Linked DNA regions of Anser cygnoides: region 2 is linked to region 1. The links are chromatin contacts, called in public Hi-C maps. All regions are on one chromosome and are shown on one strand. The core of a region is the stretch at or near the end of the contact, and the rest is flanking DNA. Distances in the headings are between cores, read along the strand shown.

The links. A called contact is a pair of places that touch in the nucleus more often than the background predicts.
Region 2: a Hi-C map of liver shows a contact between it and region 1, with 15 times the contacts expected there. The contact joins the promoter of RPL3 here to the promoter of TNRC6B in region 1. A contact is called at or near these places in 2 of 7 Hi-C or Micro-C datasets (both in liver).

The regions. Positions count from the first base shown.
Region 1 is chr1:54,966,118-54,970,029 of Taihu_goose_T2T_genome, forward strand. It overlaps TNRC6B (trinucleotide repeat containing adaptor 6B), which reads right to left and starts at 1,587. Exons shown (of 25, transcript XM_066995966.1): 1 at 666-1,587. The coding sequence starts at 1,222.
Region 2 is chr1:55,432,353-55,436,568 of Taihu_goose_T2T_genome, forward strand. It overlaps RPL3 (ribosomal protein L3), which reads left to right and starts at 1,434. Exons shown (of 10, transcript XM_048069819.2): 1 at 1,434-1,583; 2 at 2,490-2,682; 3 at 3,305-3,473. The coding sequence starts at 1,581.

The DNA of each region.
Region 1 (3,912 bases), core at 337-2,836:
TCCCGCAGCAGCAGCAACTCCTACACGCCTTTTCATAAAGCAGATTTCGCCTCGCAAGATACCAGGGCTGCAAGCGGCGTTACCCACGGCCGGCGAGGCGTCCCCAGACACAACCATTCGCTTGTTTTGCCACCGACAGCTCGAAGAAGTTTTTTTTTTTTAATTTTTCAACCTCCCTGCGCGCCTGGGACACACCTCTGAGCGCAGCCCCTCCTCCCACCCCCCAAGCAGCAGCATCACGTCCCGCACAGCCACCGCCGGCCCCACGTCCCCCAGACCCTCGCTTCCCCCCGGCCCCAAGGAGCCCGCCGGGGGCTCACGGAGCCCTCTGCACGCCCCGCTCGGCCTCGGGAGCTCCCGCAAGCCCCGGGGGGGAGGAGAAGGAAGGGGGGGGGAGGAGGCAGGCGGGGGGGCACCGCTGGCCGCGGCGGGGCGCAGCCGAGGCGGTTCTGCCCCGGGCCGGGCGCTGCGAAGGGATCGGGCCGCCCCCCCCCCCCCCCCGCTCCCCGCCTCCCTCTGAGGGGCCCTGAGGGGAGGTGGGGGGGGAGGGGGGAGGAAGGGGCGCGCGCGCCGTTGGCGCCAACGGCCCCTCACGGGCGGGAAGGGCCCTGAGGGGAGGAGAAGGGGTGGGGGAGGGGGGGGGCCGGGTCCCGTCCCGCACTCACCGCTGAGGCGCGGAGCTGCGCGGAGCCCCCCCTTCTCCGCGGGGCCTCGGGGGGGGGGGGGGGGAGGCGGCTCCGCCCGGGGAGCGCCGCCAAGCCGTGAGGGGGGGGGGGGGGGGACGCGGAGGGGGAGAAGAGAAAGAGGAGAGCGAGCTGCGGAGAGCGGGCCGCCCCCTCCCCCCCGCCGCCGGGACACGGAAAAAAAAAAGGGAAAAAAAAAGAAAAAAAAAAACTTTCCTCGCCGCCGTCTCCCTCCCCCGAGGAGCACGAACCCAAACACACCGGGACACGCCCCCGCACCGCCCCTCGCGCCGCCCATTGGACGGCGCCCCGCCGACCCCCGCGCTGATTGGCCGCCCCGCCTGCCCGTCTTCCCCCTCCGCTCCCCTTTCCGCAATCGCACGCTGTCCATTGGGGAGAGCCCCGAGGATCTCCCCGCCCATTAGCCGCGGCACACGTCCATCAAGAGGAACGCCCGCCCCCCACCTCCTCTCATTGGCTAACCTCATCACTACCACCTCCCTGATTGGCTGCCCTCGGTGCCTGTCACATATTGACATTGCGGGCTCCCGCCCCCCTCGCACCCCGCCAGTTGGCCGCGAGATCGGCCCCTTAAACGGGGCTCCCGCCCGCCCGCCCCTGCTTGCCCCGCCCTCCCGCGCTTCCGATTGGCTCGCGGCCTGCGCCCTGGCACGCCATTGGCCGAGGGAGGTGCCCGTCACGCCGCAGCGGTGCGGAGGCCCGCCCACCGAGCTGCGGCCCGCGGTGGCGGTGCTGGGGCCAGCCCCAGCCGAGGCGGGGGGGAGAGGCCGCGCCAACCTGCCCCCTCCCCTCGCCCGCGGTCGGAGGGGGTGGCCGTGACGGGCACATGCGATAACGAGCGCGACCGCGGCAACAACGCCACACTGCGCGGACCACAAACGACGTTTACCCTATGCCCCACCCCTCCCTGCGCGGCCACGCCCGCCCGGGCGCAGCTATTGGTCGGGGAAAGTGTCAATCGTGCGGCTCGCCACGCTATTGGTGGAAGGTCTACGCCCCCGCAGCCAACTGGCGACCGCCCCCGCTGTCACCCGCCGGATGACACAGCAGCCGCGTGCGGGAGGGGGGCGGGGAGACCGCCTAGCCGCCCGCTGATTGGCCGATCCAGCTGTCAATCCGCTCCCTGCCGCGCAGCGGGCGGGGCCGGGCCGCGTGAGGGTGCGCGGGCGGCGGGCGGGGCCCCACGTGGCCCGGGCGGTCGCGCACGTGACGGGGCCGCGAGGCGTCGGTGGTGGCCGTTGGGGGTGGGCGGGGTAGGGGAGCGCGAGGCGCCCAGTGAGGGCGCGACATGGCGGCGCCTCCCGGGGGCTGCGGTCACCGAATAAAGAGACTCACAGAGCCGTCAGGGTTGGAAAAGCCCTCCAAGATCACCTGGTCCCGCTGTCCCCCTGCCACTAATGTCACCCACTAAACGATGTCCCCAAGCACCACGCCCAACCTTTCCTCAAACACCCCCAGGGACGGTGACTCCACCACCTCCCTGGGCAACCGTGCCAATGCCTGACTGCTCCTTCTGAGCAGAAATGTCTCCTCATTTCCAACCTGAACCTCCCCTGGCGCAACTTGAGGCAGTTCCCTCTAGTCCTATCACTAGTTATCTGTGAGAAGAGGCCGATCCCAGCTCCCCACAGCTTCCTTTCAGGTGGTTGCAGAGAACAATGAGGTCTCCCCTGAGCCTCCCCTTCTCCAGACTAAACACCCCCAGTTCCCTCAGCCGCTCCTCACAGTACTTGTGTTCAGGCCCTTCTCCAGCTGTGCAGCCCTTACACAAACGAGGGGCATCCTTCCCTGGACCAACGTCCGTGCCAATCTGCATGTCTCGGTCTCCGGTAGTTCTGCAGACTGCTGTTACCTTAATGGCTGTCACGTCCTGACCTCACCCAGGGCTGCGTGCCAGTGCAGTGTTTTCACTTGGTCCCCTCTGAGAATCCCGTTCAACAACCTGATCAACAGAATATCGGAGCAGCCGAAAATACAGTTTTGGTGCTGAACCGCCAACTAGAGAGAAGTGGTGAGCCCGTCATGTTACCGAACTGCTCTACGGATGTTGAGTGGAAAACACAGCCTGCCTTGGAAAACACGTAGAGCCCTTCACAGCTCAGTTAGTCCTCGCAGGAGGGACAGCTGCGAGCGAGCAAAGCAATGTGTGCTGCTGGCACGGAGAGCAGACCAGGTCCACGTGAACTCTGGCCACGTGAGTCAGTAAACAGCGATGAATCTTTTGATGGCTTCCCCAGTCAGTAACAGCAGTTGGTTTTTTACATTGATGGATGGGGAAAAGAGACCCTTTTATACAAAGAAGCCTTTATACTGGCTTCTTCTGTATGTTTATACTGTATATATAACTATGCTATATAACTGTGGTGCTTTAAGGAATGCAAAAGTCACTATATAAATCAATATGAAATAATGGTATAAATTGGGGGTGCAGATCTTGTCTGTTCCTCAGTGTTTATTCTCAGAGCAGGAACTGTCCGTATCCTGTGTTCCCACATTCATTTTTTTGGTGTGTGCAGAAGCCACTAAAACACCAAGGCTACAGGTTGCAGGTGTTGGAGAGGAGGAGATGTCCAAGATACTGACCTTGTTTTTGCCATAAGTGAAATATCATTTTACTGTTTAGATGCCCTTTCCTCATATAGGTTTTCTTTTGCAGTTTTTTTTTTTCCATCACATGTTTTGCTCAGGGCTTTGTAGCGTGCATGGCAGGACGTGGAAAGCAACGTGAAGCGATGTGATTTATTTTGCGCAAACCTAGGGAAACCAGAAACTTTCATTTCAGTGGAGGAAAAGATACCACATTGCATTGTCCCTGTTGTTTCACATTACAGAACAAACGTGAACTGTAGAAAGCAAGCAGATTTCGTTGGTTTTTCTGAGAATATAGCGGATGACCACCTAGGTTCACCTGTGGATTTTGGGGAATCGCAGCTCCTGGGCTAGCTTCTGGCTCTCGTAAAGTCCTAACACATATCAACAAAATAGTTCTTGCTATTTTTTTCACATCTACCCAATCACGGCTTCTGTCCAAAAATGGGACTGAGTTGGCTAGTGAAACTGCATTTTTTCATCCACTGGATGTCAGTATTACACTACCGCTGTGGTGCATTGCCAGCTTTGGGCTGCTTTGGGGTGAGGACTTCTGGAAGAGCTTTCCTCTGTGGGGGGTGAGTGATGTGAAAGACCATGGAAGCACAGGGGAATGTGC
Region 2 (4,216 bases), core at 184-2,683, 470 kb after region 1:
ACAATAAGTCTTACTTTTGGTTTCCCTGTCACAGCATAACTTTATCACTTACATTGTTGTTATTGTTTATTATTAATTCAGCAGCAGCATAGAGAGGCCCTAATTGAATTTGGATCTCTGTTGTACCAAGCACTGTGGAAACAGACAGTGGGACACAGTCCCTGAAGAACACACAATCCGCTTGAGAACGTGTCCCTGCAAGAAATAGTTCGTTTGATGTCTTTTGATGTTTTGAGATACACATATAAGCAAAACAGATGCCAATGCTAGCAGTAAAACCTATTTTAGCTTATTAATTTTTAAATAACGTGTTTTCATTTCTTTGTTGTTACTCTGTTTTTTCACATTGTCTAATATCTTTTTCTAAGTACAGTGAAGATTTGTCAAGCGTCTTTTGAGTCATTACAGTTACCTATAACTATGGAGCTTTTTAATAAAAACAGCTACACATTATGTCAGGATTTTCTGCTGAGGCATGCATTCACTCACAGCTTTGAGCAAGAACATTGGTTTTTTGTAGAAAAAAAAAATCGAGAAGGTTGACTGCAGTGGTACACACTTTCTAGCGCTATGTACATCTGAAAGATGACACTGGGCTATTGTATTGGACAACATAATAAATGACACAGCTAAAGAATCAAGAAGGTGCGTGTGTTTTATTATGTGCCCCCTGTTAATTTTTTTTTTAACTAAAGTATAACATTGCCTGTTATTACTTGTAAGTGTATGCACTTACATTTTCAAGAAACTCTGCAAGGTATTTAATATTTTTTTTTATGGTTCCATCTCAGAAACTTGATTCCAGGAAAGACTTAATTGTTTCAATGCACTTTCTCTTACCTAAGGCCTTCAGTATTGGCTGGCCAGCATGTTCAGCGTGCGGCACTGTGGAAGACAACCAAATGCATCCTGAACTAATTCACAAAACTCAGCCAATTCAGATTTCCGAGCTGGCTAGCCAAACTTCACGATGGTGTGACAATCGTGGGCAGCTTTCTGTAAGCAGATCCGAGTCCGCCTCTGCCTTGGTCCTTCCACTCTCGTGGAAGTTGGCGGACAACTTAAAAAACAGGAACATAGCGAGGCACCCGCTGATGCCTGCCTTGTCTCTTCCTTCAGCTACGAGCATGTTTTGGCATTGGTTACAGCGTTGTTTTTTTTGTTGTTGTTGTGTTTGGCTTTTTACAAAAAGCTTTTTATTGTATGACAAAGGGAAGATGCTGAGTGTGCTTGAGGTGACTGCAAACAGCACTATTCCCGCTGGCTCAGGCTTTTGTACCGCCTGCGGCTGCCACCCTCAGCGCCAGGAGAGGAGCAGAGGGCCATGGCAGCGCTGTCCCCATCCCAAACCCTTCGGGGTCGGGTGGCCGAGCACAGATGCCACCTCAGGGGGCGACAGAGCGGGGACCCCTGTGCCCCCCCACCCATGCTGACATGCCCAAAATGGCCGCCAGCCCCGCCCCCGCCGCCATTTTGATCCCGCACTCGCGAGACGCCTGGCTCCCTGTCGGGGGGCGGGCCGCCTACAAGTAGGGTGCGCGCGAGGCGGCCCGGCCCTTCCGGCGCGGCGCGGGGACAAGATGGTGGGTCCCGATCCCGGCCCGGCTCGGCCCGGCCGCGTCATCCGCCGCGCATCGCCGCCATCCCGGCCCCGGCCGCCGCCTGGCCTCCATCCCGCTGTGCCTCTGCTCCTCGGGGAGGCGGCGCGGGGCTCATTTTGGGGCCGCGACGCGGCGGGGGGCGGCCGGGCACGGTGTGGGGCCTCTGGGGCGGGCGGGGGGAAGCGGCCTTATGGATGGCTGTAAACCTGCTCTGCTTAACGCGGCTTCTGGAGCGAGTCCTTCGTAGAGGACCTATTCGATTGCTGCTTGTTGCTCTGCCTTTTAACGGTGGTATTTTGCTTAAACTCGGGTGTGAGATGGGGTCGGTAATTCTTTATTCTTTATGGGGCTTCGCGTTACCCAGCATTACTTAACTCTCAGGTTGCAGGGGAGACTACAGCTGCTGATGGGTGTATTTCTACCCAAAACAGCTGGCTCAAAGATGGGAGTTAAAATGTTTTATTTCATTGCTTCAACTTAGAATTGTTTCTACTATCCTTATTTTTATAGTTTTATTGAAATATTGTAAGGGTATTTGTGATTCTCTATCCCTAGACTTGTAGGGTGTGCTGAAATTCTGGTGGTGCGCTGTGACCATGTTACAGCACGCGTGCTTCTGTAATGAGTGGCACTCAGTGGTTTCTTAAAACGAGCTTGAAATGGGACATCGAGGAAACCTAGGAAAAACGTAGTTAAGGAATAAAAACTGTAGTCTAATATTATAATGGATTTCAGAAGCCAAGCAGTTGATACCAAGAATTTCAAGAACGTAAAAAGTCTTCTGCTATATATAGTTTTTGTGTTAATGATAAGAACTGGCAGCTGGCCCTCAGATGGGGTTAAGTGAATCTCTGAAGCAAGCATTAAATATTTATTTTCTTTTTCTAGTCTCACCGCAAGTTCTCAGCTCCCAGGCATGGGTCTCTGGGCTTCCTGCCCCGCAAGCGCAGTAGCAGACACAGGGGCAAGGTGAAGAGTTTCCCCAAAGATGACCCTAGCAAGCCTGTCCATCTCACTGCCTTCCTGGGGTACAAAGCTGGGATGACCCACATTGTCCGTGAAGTTGACAGACCTGGATCCAGTATGTATTAATGTTTCTTCCATGGAGGAAGATGTTTTCTTACGAATGATGAAAGATGACCTGTTAGGTCATAGGTAGCTGTGGATTTTAGTTCTAGTTAGACTTCACCCAATTCAAAGCCTTTCTTGACTGGGTGGGTGGGTTATAAAGCACCCCAAAATCATCCTATTGTAGTGTGAATGATGTCCCAGCAGCAAGACTTTGTCTAGGAGTGGTTGTCTTATTAATGGTCCTCTTGACACGCGTAGTGACTTACATAGGAGCCTGATATCTTACTTTACCTGTACTCAAACAGGCTGCGTATGATGACCTCTTCTCTATGGGTAGACATGAGTAAATCACCTTTGGTGTTTCCTTGCCGATTGTCAAATCCTGATTTAGTTCTGTTACTGGCTGCCATCCATTTTGCTTATCTGGCTTCGTCTCTGCTTCCAGCTGAGCCTGCCTCTAGTTTCTTCAAGCCTCTAAATTATCACTTTCAGCAGGTCTTTTTGCCATGCATCATCTTTGCCTTTGTGAAAAGAATTTGAGTCATGTAACTGAAGGCTTTGAGAGTGAGGAGGAACAGAAGGTGCTTAACAGCTGATGCTGGTTTTGACTTGTTGTATTTGTCCTCTTCCAGAGGTGAACAAGAAGGAGGTGGTTGAGGCAGTCACTATAGTAGAGACTCCTCCCATGGTCATCGTAGGCGTCGTGGGCTATGTGCAGACCCCTCGTGGTCTCCGCAGCTTCAAGACCATCTTTGCTGAGCACATCAGCGATGAGTGTAAGCGGCGCTTCTACAAGAACTGGTAAGAGAGCAGGATTTTTGCCTCATGACTTAACATTCATTTTTATCTGGGTTGCAAGTTACTTTAGTACAGCTTCTTGAGGCAGCTTTTCTGCAGTTAATGTTTGGCCTCGGTGACCTGGCCTGATAGCATGCCATGCTACAGCAGTGTTTATGAGAAGATGACAGCTTAGTGTCATTCTTGGCATGGGGGTGACAGCGTTGGCTTTTGCCTGAAATCTCCCCAGCAGGCTACACGTGATGATACTTCGACGGGCGGACATAAGGAAATCGCCTCTGGCGCTTGTTGTTGAGTGTCGAGTCCTGACTGTGGCCTTGTTTTCTCAGGAAAGGGGAAGACAAGTGTTAGTTCTGATTACCGTTCCAGGCACTGTTGTTGTGATTCAAATATGCACATTTGCCTGAGTACGGCTCCAGTGTGTCTCGAGCCTGCAGCCTGTTTATGAACTTCGCAGGCCGAGAAGACGTCAGAGCAGTGCAATAATTCTCACGGGTGTTACAGTAACGACCTGTCAGGCATAGCTCGGGCTTACAAGGGTGTTCTGCAGCAGATAGCAGTCATCTAACACAGTGGCTTTAAAGATCTGTTACTCTGTTAATTGTTCAACATCTCTCTACAGTCTTTTGTCTTCTGTACTGTGAATATTAATGTGCTTTGGGATTCATGGCAGCTCCGCTCAGCTTTGGCAATCTTGCCTCTGCCTGATGAGCTCCAGGCTCCGCTTGCCAGTGGAAAAGATTCCT